Regions from separate parts of the Mus musculus genome. Here regions 2 and 3 are each linked to region 1. The links are chromatin contacts, called in public HiChIP or PLAC-seq and promoter capture Hi-C maps. All regions are on one chromosome and are shown on one strand. The core of a region is the stretch at or near the end of the contact, and the rest is flanking DNA. Distances in the headings are between cores, read along the strand shown. Region 1 holds the start of Itga4 (integrin alpha 4). Region 2 overlaps Gm14461 (predicted gene 14461). Region 3 has its middle 96 kb from the start of Gm39865.

Evidence for each region. Promoter capture Hi-C pulls out the DNA fragments that hold promoters and counts their contacts. HiChIP or PLAC-seq counts read pairs in DNA pulled down with a chosen protein or histone mark.
Region 2: an H3K4me3 HiChIP or PLAC-seq map of bone marrow-derived macrophages shows a contact between it and region 1, with 6 times the contacts expected there. The contact joins the enhancer-like site here to the promoter of Itga4 in region 1. A contact is called at or near these places in 6 of 39 promoter capture datasets (the 3T3-L1 cell line, 3T3-L1-derived adipocytes, cranial neural crest and 2 more) and 1 of 115 datasets of contacts at active chromatin or transcription factors (bone marrow-derived macrophages).
Region 3: a promoter capture Hi-C map of hippocampal neurons shows a contact between it and region 1, with 2.8 times the contacts expected there. The contact joins the enhancer-like site here to the promoter of Itga4 in region 1. A contact is called at or near these places in 6 of 39 promoter capture datasets (embryonic stem cells, hippocampal neurons, liver and 2 more) and 2 of 115 datasets of contacts at active chromatin or transcription factors (the SCID.adh cell line and fetal liver).

The regions. Positions count from the first base shown.
Region 1 is chr2:79,252,999-79,257,694 of GRCm38.p6, reverse strand. Itga4 (integrin alpha 4) reads right to left here and starts at 2,269. Exons shown (of 28, transcript NM_010576.4): 1 at 1,839-2,269; 2 at 1,396-1,517. The coding sequence starts at 2,035.
Region 2 is chr2:78,291,315-78,296,010 of GRCm38.p6, reverse strand. It overlaps Gm14461 (predicted gene 14461), which reads right to left. Exons shown (of 6, transcript NM_177843.4): 4 at 2,525-2,686. Among named protein-coding and RNA genes, the nearest start is that of Gm14461, 56 kb to the right of the region's middle. Within about 2 kb of position 2,795, at least 2 of the 459 cell types and tissues checked have an H3K27ac peak or open chromatin away from gene starts, as enhancers often do. A contact at or near this core is called in bone marrow-derived macrophages, where this site is marked.
Region 3 is chr2:78,652,693-78,657,388 of GRCm38.p6, reverse strand. No RefSeq gene overlaps it. Among named protein-coding and RNA genes, the nearest start is that of Gm39865, 96 kb to the left of the region's middle. Within about 2 kb of position 1,823, at least 18 of the 459 cell types and tissues checked have an H3K27ac peak or open chromatin away from gene starts, as enhancers often do. A contact at or near this core is called in hippocampal neurons, where this site is marked.

The DNA of each region.
Region 1 (4,696 bases), core at 1,020-3,519:
TCTCTCCCCTTCCCCTTTGTCTTCCCTCCCCTCCCCCTCTTCCTCCTTCTCCTCCTTCGCCTCTCCCTGTGCTTTCCTACTCCCAGAATCCTTTGTACTTTAGTGTCAGCCGTAGCTTAATCCAGTGTACACATAACTCCTTCATTCTTATGGGTGCTGGGGTAAAAGTGCAAAGAAAAGAAACAGAAAAAAAACAAAACAAAAACAAAAAACAAGCAAACAAACAACGACGATGAATAGAAAAGGTTTATGACAAAGTCAGGTATTCTCAAGTAGACCTTCCACTTACAGATAAATATAAAAAGTAGCAATTCTCACCCTTAGCTCATCATCATCGATAATGGATCATATCTCCAGACAGTACACCAAAACCCTTCATTTAGTTTTTATCCTCACTGAAGATGTATACCTGAAGTGATAACCCTGAGTCTAGGTAAGTACTTTTGAAGAAGGAACCTGCAGCTCTCTGTGTGGGAGCCCTGAGGAAGCAGAAGCAGTACAAGCATACACTAGAGCTGCTGTGAGGGGAAAACATTGAGCAATATACACAGCCATGCTTAACAGTACTGAGAGCAAGATAGATCTAAATTAATATTAGTTCCCCTTTCTTTCCCCATGTGTCTGTGCGCAGCAACTTTGCTTTTGACTTTGAAACATGAAACTTGTCTCCTCTGCCGTCAGCGCACATTTCTCAAGTTGCTGAAAACCTAAATAAAGACAGAAACGAGGGCTGAAAGACAGACCTGCTTTACAGGAGAATTTGAGGGGAGGAAAATTAGTAATTATATGTCAGACCTCCTATATTTATGATTTTAACAAAAGGCATGCTGTTTTTTTCTTCCCATTCTTTTATGGTAGGTAGTGTCATTTTTAAAGGAAGGGGAAGAAAAATCCCTGGGCTACATGGTGGGATATAGGCTAAATGGTGAGATATAGGCTACATGGTGGGATATAAGCTACATGGTGGGATATAAGCTACATGGTGGGATATAGGCTACATGGTGGGATATAGGCTCAATCAAAGTTTCTATTCCTGATGTGCAGCTCACGCTAGAACAAAGTTGAGAAGTTGGGTCCTCAGCCAGAGAGGGGTTTTAAGGCTTTGAAACAGATTTTACACATGGAAGAGTTCTAGGACTGGTAGAAGGTAGCTTGCCAGAAGCCACCCTATGAGACTTCCCCTGAAAGAGGTTTGGAAGATACTGAGATCACATACAGTTGCAAGCAAAGGAGAGGAAAATACTCTCAGGAGCAAGCTGGCATGGGGTTAAAATTGAAAAGCTTGTACTTTAATCCAGAAGAGACCAGCATCATAGTGTCTTCCAGGACTTGCCCAACAGTGGACCCACGAAGGGGAGAAAGTTCATTATGTCTTGTTTTGGGGACCCAACTCACCCAGCTGGAGCTGTTCGCAGGTCTGGTTTGGATTCTTTCTGATCCCGCATCTGTAAATCGCCCCAGGATTGACCACTGAGGCATTAGAGAGCCAGCTGGCAGTGGGAGCCCCCACGATGAGCCTAAAGCAAGAACCATGCAAGTTCGCTCAGACGTGAACCAGTCTGCCCACCCACTCTGCCCCGTGTTGGCTTGTGACAGCTGTGCAGTGGTCAGCAAGGGAAGTGGCACCCACCTCCTCTTCCCATGACTGGAGACCCAGGACTCAGGAGCACCCTGGGGGCTGCCATCCCAAGATAAGTTAGTTCCAAGGCTCTCCAGTGAGGCAGCTGGCTGAAGCCAGGTCTTTCTCTGACCTCCCAGGAGGGCGGAAAGTTTGATTCATACAAGGAATCCCAGAGGCGGAGGCGCTGTGACATGCCTCTTGGGGAGGGCGCACTCACCAGCGCTTCGACCCGTGGCTGTGCAGCACCACCGAGTAGCCAAACAGCGTGCCGGAGGGGCCCTGGTACAGCAGTGCATTCTCCGGGTCCAGGTTGTAGGAGTGCCCGGTTGGCACCCCGAAGTACAACAACAGCATCACCGCTTCCCGGAGGGCGATCCCTCGGGACCTCGGTCTGCACCTCGCTTCCGCAGCCATGCGCTCTTGGTGGAGAACATTCAACACAAAACGGCCACTGACCAGAGTTGCACAGGATGCGACGGTTGGCCAAAGAGAAGAGCGCCCCAAGAGATGAAGTGCAGCAGCGTGTCCGGTGCTGGCAGGCGACAGGGGCGGAGAGAGGGACGCCAGAAGAGGAGGGGAATTGGTGGCCACAGGCGGAGCGATCGTAGTGGCCAGGGATGCTTCAGGCTCTGGCCCACGCCCCGTTTCTGTGGCCCCGGAGCCAGGGGCCGGGTGCTCCTAGGATCTGGGTGGGGTCCTGGGTGTGGTGCAGTGGCTCACAGCCTGGCCTCCCTCTCCCCAACCCGATCCCCATCCCCGCCCCGCAGCAGCTGTAGGGGGCGCTAGGGGACCTAGGTTGCATGGACTCACACCCTGGCAGACATCACACACAGTGGCTCTGGCTTCTGGGGCCCAGCAAAAATAACCCTTGGGGGAACACAAAACAGATCAGGGGATTCCCTTTTGAAAGTTGGCTAAGGCTTGATGCCTTGCGGGACTTCACCAAGTGACTGGCCTCCAGGGCCAGTCCCAGTGGCCAATAATTTGGGAACTAAGACTGTGGAGAACCTTCCAGAACTTCCTCTGTCACTTATGTGCTGTGTAGCATACAGAAATTACACAGTTTGCAAGAAGCCAAAACTGCTGCCCCCCCCCCCTCCCGCCCCAGCCCTATTGGAGCATTTGGTGACAAAAGTATATGGCTAGTCTCTTCAAAACTCCCAGGCCTGCAGCCTTTTATGCAGGCTTCCTTCCTCTCTATACACTTCCTCTTAAATAGAGTCTATACGCATGAGCAAGCCAGGCAATAGCCTAACACAGAAAACCCAGGCAAGCTAAGGAAATTCTGTGACTTGCCTCACTTAGCAGACTCCACCCCTTGCTCACTTCTTCATAACTAGTCCCCATGTACACACTCAGTTACCCCAGGACATACCTACCACCAGATGTGTAGACACAGCCTAAGACAAGGTCATAACAGGCTTCTAAAAAGCCACCAGAGATCAGAGTCACAGCACACCTAAGCCAGGAGATGGGCCTCTGCTGAACATACTCCTTGTGTGCTGCTTTTCTTTTTTTTTTTAATTTTATTTTATTTTTAATTTATGTCTTACACTCCATATTCCATTCCCTGCTTTTCACGCTGGAGCAGGAGGCAAGTGCTGGTGAGTGTTAGCAGGTGAGATGCTGGCCCTCTTACCTTTGTTGCAAAAAAAAGACAAATGACAAGAAAGAAAGAAAGAAAGAAAGAAAGAAAGAAAGAAAGAAAGAAAGAAAGAAAGAAAGAAAGAAAGAAAAAGAGAGAGGGAGGGAGGGAGAGAAAGAAAGAAAGGAAGAAAGAGAGAGAGAGAGAGAGAGAGAGAGAGAGAGAGAGAGAGAGAGAGAAAGGAAGGAAGAAAGGAAGAAAGAAAGAAAGAAAGAAAGAAAGAAAGAAAGTCCGTGTCTGCCAGTTACACCAACAGAATCACAGGCCCGCAGCTGTCGCTGTTCACTGAGTCAGATCATCTCATGCAGTGGGCAGCCCCCAGTCCTCGAAACACCACAACAAATCAGCAGGATGCCTGGAGGAGCACCCAGCAACATTTTTGGCCTGATAGTAGAAAAGAAAAGTTCCCTACTCCATAAAGTTTAATTGTTTGGGAACACTTGAAGAGAGCTGGAAGGCAAGGATCGCTGAGTTGGGCTCCACACACTCTGAGAAGAGGCACGAGGGAGGAGCCGGTCAGCCTGGTTGAGGGACTGAAAAATAAAATAGCACGTGCCTCCTGAGCCCCACAGGCAGGGAAGGGATGGTGAAACTCTGGTTGGCACTGATAGCTGTACAGTGGCTAATGGGCAGGTCCTCATTTCTATCATTCAGATTACAATTTGCTACTTTTCCAGAAGTATTATTCAACAAGCCAAGACAACCCTCCTTCCTTCCCTTAGGACTTGAAAACAGCCCTGCTGCTAAAAATCCCCTCCCATTGGGGAGATAGAAACAATGTCTACCCCTTGTGCTAACGTCCCATTGGCAAACCCAGGCATGACTCTGAAATTCCTTTCCTCTGGGGAACTGTCTTAGTTAGGGTTCCTATTGCTGTGACAAAGCACCATGATCAAAAGCAACCTGGGGGAGGAAAGGATTTATTTGCCTTAGATATCCTGAATCATACTTCATAAGGGGAAACCAAAACAGGAACTCAAACTGGGCAGGAACTTGGAGGCAGGAGCTGATGGAGAACCCACTGTCTTGCTTCTGGTAGCTCACTTAACTGGCTTTCTTATGGTGCCTAAGAACACCAGCCCAGGGTGGAGGTGGTACCACCCACAGTGGGTTGGACTGTCCCACACTCTATCATTACATGAAAAAGAAAAAAAAAACATTTAAAAAGTCCTACCGGCTTGCTTGCTTGCCTACAGCCCACATCTTATGGAAGCAATTTGTCAATTGAGATTTCTTCCTCTCAGGTGACTGTAGGTTGAGTCAAGTTGACATACCCAGCACAGGAATCTATATGTTGGTTGTGTTTCTTCCGAAGCATAAGTGAGAGTTACTTACTAATATGTGGGTTCTCTTTCCCAACACACCACACCTGGAAAACCAGCAGACTGAAGGGTTCCTTGTAGAGGCATCAATGGAGACCCACTCCCAGT
Region 2 (4,696 bases), core at 1,546-4,045, 960 kb after region 1:
TTATACAGAGTAATATTATTATATAACATTATTTCAATATTAATCATGGGAAATACCTTCTTAATCCATATTACATCTTTTAACACCAGGACAAAAATGAAGAATCTCAGTTGGCAATGTGAGTAACAAACCATAAACATGTTCCAGACCACTTTCAGAAGATTTTATAGAAAGGGAAATCATATGCAGGAGAATTCTTGTAATTCCCATATAGTTAGAAAACTATTATAGTGACATTTCATAGACGAAAATTAAAGTGCTAAAATTATACCATTATTTTCCATACAAAACCAACTACTTAAGTCAAGTGCTTTAGATAAGTCCTTTCAAAACATTTCTTTGCAAATGAATCAACTCATGTCTTAATTTAATATAGTGATTTCCTCTTAAATAACCACCCTGGAATGCTGTCTTCCTCAAATAAGTAAGATTGAGTATTTATATGCACAAAGAATGAAATTCTTCATTTGACCTTTCTGAAGTGGCTGAAAGAGGAAAGCAATTGATTGAGTGCCAAAAAGGAGATTTAAACTGCCGTTACAATTTTAAGGCTGACCAACTGTGAGCTCACATTTGAAAGTATTCCACAACATGGGTAACACAGGGGTTTTATCACCCATGCTGGGTGGCCTTTGGTTAATCAAAGGTGAGGGGTGCAAAACTGAAGCTCAGTCTAGCAAACAAACAAAATGAAACACCAGTGAACTCTGCCACAACATGGACCCTTTAGTTAAGGCCAGGCAAAGCTAGACTAAAGGCTGATGTGGCAAAGGGAGATTTCACTCCAATTACATTATTTTTGTTTTAGAAAGTATTGCTTTTTGTCATTCTCTGTATAATTTCATTTTCTTTCTGTACTTCAAAATCGGGGGCTGGAGAGATGGCTCAGCGAGAAGAGCAAGCTCTGCTCTTCAGGAAGACAGGGATTTGTTTCGCAGCAACAATGCTCCAAGCAGACTGGATCTAACCACCTCTTCTAGTCTCTTTGTACATGGAAACAGACACACACGCACAGACATAATTAGAACTTGGATGAAAGTCAGAATGTTTTATAAAAAAAAATTAGTGTTTGACTTTTATTCAAAACAAAAAGATATATGCAGATAATCAAAAAAGATTAATTCTCGCTTTCCATACATTAATTAAGAGGTAGCAATGAGAAAATCACAACTTTTTAGATGACAATTGCACCAAAGCCTGGTTTTTAATCACACACACACACATGCATACCCACACGTGCATGTGCACACATACATATACACACACATGTACTCACACATATCACAGCACATCTATTTACTTGGGTGGATAGAAAGGTGTGGGCCATGGCAGACGTGAGATGTGGGAGTCGGTTCTCTCTTTACACCATGTGTGTCCTAGGGATGGAATTCAGTCTTCAGGCTTGGCATCGGGCCTCCTTACCCTCATAGTCTCAGAACTATCTCACCAGCTCTATGGTATTTTTGCCTCTGAATTGCTAATTCACCTTTTTGCTGTTCCACTGTATGATCCTAATCAAAATAGACCCAAATGCTTCTATTTAAAAATGCACACCGAAAATTTAGCTTTTAAAAGTTCAAGGTCCCCAAGGGATAGCTTTAAGATGTTCATTTTGATCTATGAGGATGAAATATGAGCAATGACATTGCATTAAGATGTTCATACACACAGCTGGTCAAGTTGAGATTTCCAGTCAGTGCAGAAAGAAAGCCTCACACCCTTAGGTAAGATGTGCTTCTTGCCTGCTGATAACCCAGCTCCCCTAGTGGCTTTGTGGTGAGGAAGGTCAAGCAAAGCTGGTGAATACGAAAGGAGTTCGAGAAGAAAGAAGAGAGAGCAGTCTTCCTAATCAATTCAACTTGATATTTGCTTAAGAACAAAATTGGATGATTCTGAGATTGTGTGACTCAGTGCAATCCCTGTCACAAAAAAATGTCTGGGGAAAACAACTTAAGGGAAAGGGATTTACTGTGGCTCACAGCTTCAGTCCATAATGACACAGTCGTGTTCATCTTGAGCGCTAGTGAGAAACGTCCCAGTGGAGAGTTTGTGGTAGAACAGAGCTACTCAACCATGGCTGTGGGGAGGCAAGGGAAAGGTTTACGGGTAAGACATACCCTAGGAAGGCATGCATCCAGTGATGTACTTCCTACAACTAGACTGACCTCCCCGGGTCCAGCTCTCCCCTCAACAGCCTATCAAAACTTGCAACCCACAAGTGGATTAAACCATTGACTTCAGTCATCTCAAAAAATGTCCCCATCACTCAGAGGTATAATTCACTAATCTCAATCCAATCAAGCTGTCAATCAACAGTAACTTATATGTCTGATATAAACAATAGCTTTCCCACAACACTCATGAATATTAAATATAGAAACCAGTTACATGCTAGAAATGTAACAGTATTCTCTAAGCTTAGAATTGTCAGAGCCTATTTTAAACCCTTCAACCTCCCTTCTAGCCCACTGACCAAAGGTAGCAGAGAAAGAAGGATAAAAGGAAAAGGGGTTGGTGGACCTACTTAGAAGTAGTTTTTAGGGGTAGTTCCAATCTTTGTTGTCAGGATATCAGCAGTCCAGTCCAATAGCAAACACCAAAGTCAGCAGCAGTGGCTCCATCCAGCAGAAACCTCGAGGATCCTTGGAAGTGGAATACCACCAGAAATTCCTTGGTGTGTTTCTCTCTACAAAGTGAAGACCAGAGAAAGATTGTATGGAGAAGCAATGCAAGGGTGTTCTCTTGCCATCTGTGGGGTTATGTTTATATTCTCTATAAACATCATGCACCCTCTCAAGTGTCTGCTCCAGTAAAACATCATATGCCCTCACATGGGTCTGTGTCAGCAAAACACCCTCTCACAAGACAGCTTCCAGAAAAGCATCACGTGACACAACTGAGTTTCTAAAAAATAACAAATCTTCACTTCAGTCTTCCCTAAACTTAAACTAATCTTTTCATTAAAAAAAAAAGCCTCAGTCTATTTATCTACGATTCAGTATATAAAATTGCATAAACATATATGAGAAAATCTATGCCTCTGGAGCAAATCTATTGCCATTTCTAACATAGGTTTCACATTGTAGGAATAAGGTGTGGTATATCCAAAGATTCATATTTATATATATGACAGGGTCATGATTCATTCTGTATCTGCTGATGACTAAACTTTCCAAATACTTCAGTGTACTGAGAGCAAAACATATATATGATATTATATATGATGTTATATATGATGTTATATATGTGTGTTATATAATATATGATATATAACATATAACTATGTAGTATAAGATATATATATGTGTGTGTATATATATATATGTATATGTACATACATATATATATGAATGACAAATGGAGGGGGAAATAAGGCAAGAGGCTCTCCAGTAGAGTACTTTTTGGAATAATTTTAGTGTACCAAAACAGGAAGTGTAGAATGTCAAAGGAAAAAAAATCATAACATGAAACCAATTATGCAAGCCAAAACAAAAGAGAACATATTCAAGACACCAAATTTATAACAGACACAAACAACATAAACATGTACAAACAACGTTCGTTATTTGTGATAGCTAACATGCAGAAAACACACAAGGGTTCATTCACAAATTAATGGATAAGGAAAGTGCATGTAGGCACAATGAAATGCTATTAAGGTTAGAAAGGAAGAAAATGGTGGTCTGTGCTACATCGTAGAAGGAGCTGGATGCCATAGCCCTAATTGAAGTATGTCAATTAGCGAAAGATGCATGAGTCCATCTCTTTAAATCAAATGCATCTCTAACAGCAAGTGCAGCCTGTAGAATGGTGGTGGCTTGACTAAGAGGATTGGGAAATAAGTATATATTATTTAGCTGTTAATAAATTCAATTTTGTGGGGAGTACAGGTTCTTAGGGATAGGAGTCTTGGTGGCAGCACAATACTTTAAAGGGAGACTCTTCAGCAAAGAGACAGAACAGCATCATCTTTTCATGAGTCAGAGTAAGAATGAGGGAAACCTAGGACGTTTTCCAGGGGCAGAAAAGGGGTAGAGCTCTAGAAGCAAGAAGGCAGAGATGGAAAAGCTAGCCAGAACAGAAGGGCAACAGGGAGCAGCCTGTCAACAGCCCAAGTGTTTGCTCCCTGGTGTAGAAGAGGAAGGAATGTTAATGGATGCCCTAGAGAGTTAGGCCCAGTGATAAGAAAGTGTCAGAAAACCCTGCAGTTCTTAGGAGCTGTATGTGCAGTACAGGAATTTGGTTTGAAAGAGACTGCTTCTGCAGAGCCAGGTTCCTTTAAAACAAACAAAACAGATGCTTACCTGCTGCCCTTCAGACTACTAAACCCAGGAACATTCTTAGGAAGGAACATCAAGGACCAAACTATTTGGGATCAGGAAACATGGAATAATGCTAATTCAGATTACTTGGACACTCTGCTATGCTGGCCAGGTAGATCTGTTATAACAGCTGCAGGAAACTAATATATGAAGTGGTCATTAATTTTCTCTCCATGGGTAAGATTTTTCTTTTATTCTGTACATTGAAAATATTTCTTCCCTAACAGAAAGATGTGATTGAAAATGTCTTATGACCTAACAATCAAATATCCTGGGACTAATAAGTACAACCTTGTAGAGCTAGTTTGTAATCCAAAGTTTACCTATATTCAAACAGGTTCTAAAATTCTGCGTGTCTTGAAACTTTTATCATT
Region 3 (4,696 bases), core at 574-3,073, 600 kb after region 1:
GAAAAAGAAGAGAAGGCTCTTTTCTATACTTACGTCAGAATCACCAGGTACCATATGAAACCTATTACATAAAAGTTCACGGTTACATGGTAACCATTAATGTGTACAAATTTCACACCTTACAGTCTTATTACATAAATATTAAATAGAATTTTCTTGGATTTACGTATCAAATTAAATTATAATAAGCTAACATAACATAAAACACTTGAAATCTATCATAAAAGGGAACACGCAACAGTTCCCCAATACTCAGAAGATAAGATTGTAGAAGCATTACTTTGTTACACACTGTCCAAATTTTAGGCTCTCTGGCTTTATTTCTTTAGAGAAGATCTGGCAGAGAAACACATGTTTTCAGTTTTGCTCCATGCAAAGATAATCTCCACATTAGAATTCATTATGCGCAATGTATGCAAAATGCAGCGAGCCAACTGACTCACACTTTGGTGTCATGCAAATAAAACCTAAACACAAGAAAGTGTAACATCTAGTAAAATGTGCATGAAGCCACAAAGGCTAAGATAAGAAAATGGATAGCTAAAAAAAGCAATTAGCACATTTACTGAGGGCAACCAGCAGGATTTGGAGATGAGCCATATAAATATAATCTGCTTTTGGCTAAAAGTAATGTTCTATTGGCAAACAGGGGTTCACATTTGCAGGGAAGGTTCTGTATCTGATTAAAAAATGAAAGTGAAAGTTTGTATGAAGATAGATAGAAAAAGACAGCTCTACAAATGTGCCAAAATATGATCTTCTAGTAAAGAAAAAAAATAGGAATGTATATCCTGACTTTCAGACGTTTAAAATGACACGTGTCCTCTTTTAATATTTAGAAAATATTATCCAATCATTCAGCATTTAATAATTTAGATAAGAGACAGGTTTTCTCATAAAAACATAAAGATCGATCATCCTTTCCCTAAATGGTGCCAGGCAGAATATGTGTGTGTAGTTATTTATTGATCTTTTATTCTAAGCTTGGACGTTAGGCTTCTTTTAATCAATGCATCCACAATCGATTTGACTGTTTTGTCCAAGTGACAAATTAGAATTGATTAGGAAACCCGCAGAGCTCAGAGGCTGAGGTCTCTGACGGTAACTGCTATCATGTAGGCAGTGATTACATATAACTAAATGTGTTTGGATTGCTGAGATATAAAACCTATCATGAAATAGAGGATGACTGCTCAAGATTGCATTCTGGAGTGGGGCAAGACAGCCGGGATGGGGGGCCAATGAAGGGTGGTGTGGCTTTCTAAGCATAAGAAAGTCATTCAAAAGAACACTGGGCAAAGACAGTATCTTACACAAAACCAAAAAGGCGTCAGGTTTGTTTCTTTTCCTTGAATGTTTCTGGGTTTATGTTTCTTGCCTCCTTTGATAATAATTAAACATGATCACAGCCAAATAACACCACAGAACACATAGAAAAAAAATCCATAGCCATCCCAGAAACTAAGCTATTACTCTTCATTATATGTCTCTTTGCATGAATAACTGATTGCAGATAAATGCTTTTTAATAGACTCAAGGGGCAAAGGTCAGCAAGCCCCAGTGTTACTCGGAAGCCAGTTTGCAAACACACAGACCTGCTCTTTTTTCTGCATAACAAGCCCTAATCTGCTCAGAGCAAACCCACTGAACCCTTTTTGTTCCACATTCCATCTGACAGACATTGCAGTGACCATATGTATCTTTAGTTGAAACCAAAATACATTTTACACATTACTCAACATTTGGCAGCACACCCAGGAAACATTTGTTGTGCATACCCATCTGCCCCTGGCATGCCAGTGAAGGGCAACTGACTCATGTGATCTTTTCAGTCATCTAAGAGGCAGAAAGAAGTGTTGGACCAACACTTCCTGCAGCATAGTAACAATAAAGTGAATAAGCTGTCTCTAGCCGGTATCAGGTAGCACGGGTATCAGGTGCTGTATGACTGCAAATGGAAAAGGCTCATGGTGGGCTTTCCTTTCTGTATTTTGTTTTAATTGACATGGGAGCATATCCAAATGTTTGTTGTTGACGTGTATTTACATGTAGCAGTGTGCAATCTGTGAGCTTTGTGTGGATCGTGACAGCTGGTAATTCATTTCTAGTTTATTAATATTCCCTAGTATACTCTTTGAAATTATTTGTTCACGAGTAATTGAGGATTTGATAACATTCCCAACTTATCTCTGTGTAGTCAATAGGACCCTGAGTTTTAGACTTCCGAGGACTTAGCTGTGTAACCTGCACAAAGGATTTCACCAGCCTGTCCAATGAGCTTCATTAATGAGCACCTCTTAGGGTTACTGAGAAAGCGGAATATCGTAAGCCATGGGAATATAGTTAGCACAATGTCTGTAGGTGTTTGATAAATGTAACCTGTTGTGGTTCGTCCTGTCCATCGCCTAAGTTTTTATTAGAAAATTTGAATTTATAAGAATTAGAGAGGATGAAAGGCATCAAAATGGAAATAGTCAAAAGTGTTCAAATCTGTGAAAATGGAACATCACAGCACTTTCAGTGATGTTACTAGCAGAAGAGAACACATAGCTGGAAATAAATTTCAAAAGCAATTACTAACAGAACATAATCAGGAATTTAAAATATCCTATAAATGGTCAGACTCTAATCCAATCAATTATGGCTTTAAGCTTTAAATACATCATAGATAGTCTGTACTAAGATTTAATTATAAGGCAGTTTTCTGCTGAAATAATGCCCCTAACAGCCTCCTACATCCTACTTTTTATACCTCCAGATTTTAAAACCTGGAAGAATAGAGCATTATAAATATAACTCTGGATGTACCAAACAGCGAAGAAGACATAAGCCACGGGAGTCTCAGGATTATATGAAACAAAATGAAGAAATGCAATTAAAATAATATTATTTTATATTGAATATTGATTTCAGAATTCATTGGGTAGTTGTATATTGTGTTTCCAGAGCAATCCAGAAAGTAGACCTAAATTATGTTATGTGTAAGAAACTCTCAAAACATCGTCAAAGTGTTCCTAAAGAAAAAGGGTCAATTTACTGATATGTTTAAATGCACACTACAAACGTCAAGATTTCAGGAGACAGAATGAGAAGAAGAGCCCCTTTCTGAAAGAAATGTGGCCAAGCCTGACAAAAGCAGCCTACCATTGTGGATGGCAGTACATCTAAGGTCTCTGAGGTTGACTCTGTCAGGCCCAATGTCACTGGTCACTCTAGCAGGTGTCAGACGGTCCAAAGGGTGCGCATTCCGAAGCTGTTTGCACATCAGGTTGTTGAATGCTAGCCTGTATTCGTCTTTACTCATCCATCTCCTGCTCACGGGGACAACATTAGCTTCAGAATTCACCTTTCCATTTTCCTGGGGAACCCCGATGCTTACAGAAGTAAAATGCCAGTCTCTCATGCTAGGGGACACTGCTTTTCAAAGGGTGAGTTTCACGTTGTTGTGTGCCTCCCTGTGGTGTTTGCAGCTTCTTAGACATCAAGATGTTTAAAGGAAAAGAACAAAGTGTTGAGCTGAGAAAATTGCAAGGCACAGTTCCTCCCGGTAAAAGAGAAAGAGGCGGGGGCGCAGGGGTTGAAAAGCAAAATCGATCAGTGTGTTTCTGGCAAATATACAAAATGATAATCAGAGCCATATCAAGTTCAAGGGTCTTGTGGTCTTTAAATAATTGTGTTATTTTTCAGTGAATGGTCATCTTATCCCACAGATTAGTATAACCTACCCTAAAGTGTGACATAGAAAAGGCAAGGATCTGACTTAACAAATCAGTCAGGTAACACCCAGCTCTTGCTGACCAGTGAAGAGTATTTGCTTGACAAATTCAGCAGTTATTCATATCCGTCTCTATATGCTCTTTACTTGCGTTCTTACCAGGATTCACTGCAGTGAGCCCCCTGAAGCAAACACTTACGTTGAAAACAAAAGATAAAATAGAAACAAATTCTTTCTGGTTTTCCATCCTGAGCTCGTTATTTTTTCAAAACATTGTTAGCCTAAAATAACCCGTCTAATCTTCAAATGTAGAACCTACAAATAAGACTGTCTGTTTTAGCTTTTGGGATGGGAAAGTACATTTCACCTCATAGTTTTATAGACAATAATGCTTTTTATCAAGGTAACTGTAAGTGGGTAGTTCTGACAGATTCATAGACATTAAACATTTATTGCTATAAAGATGTATTTACTCTTACACAACCTCCTCGGGAGGAGTGAGGATGCTGGTGTGAACATCTGGGTGGATGCCCAAGTCACCGTAGGTCACAGTCTTTCACTTAGGAAATGCTTAGGTTTCCCAAATACCACTAATCCTCAAGCTTGTTTAACATCATAAAATGTGTATTCCATTGCAAATAATACACTATAACTCTAAAGAGGAAGTACAGACCATGTGGTTTAACTTGACCCAAGGATAAAGGTTACCGAGGTTTGTAGAGTTTAATCTGAAAGCTGTTTGGAATATTGATGTTTTTCTTCTCCTACCTTGTGTCACACAGATGAAACCACAAGTAGAACGCTGGTTTGCTATAAAGGTGATTTTTCCAAGAAAGATAGAGGAGCTTATATATTACTAACTGATAATTTCTAAATGTAAAGTTATGCAAGTTCAGGCATTAGTAATTTAGTAATTAAAATCAGCTCGGAGGAAAAACAAACACTTGGGTGTAGCCAGATTTGCTGTTGGACCATTATTAC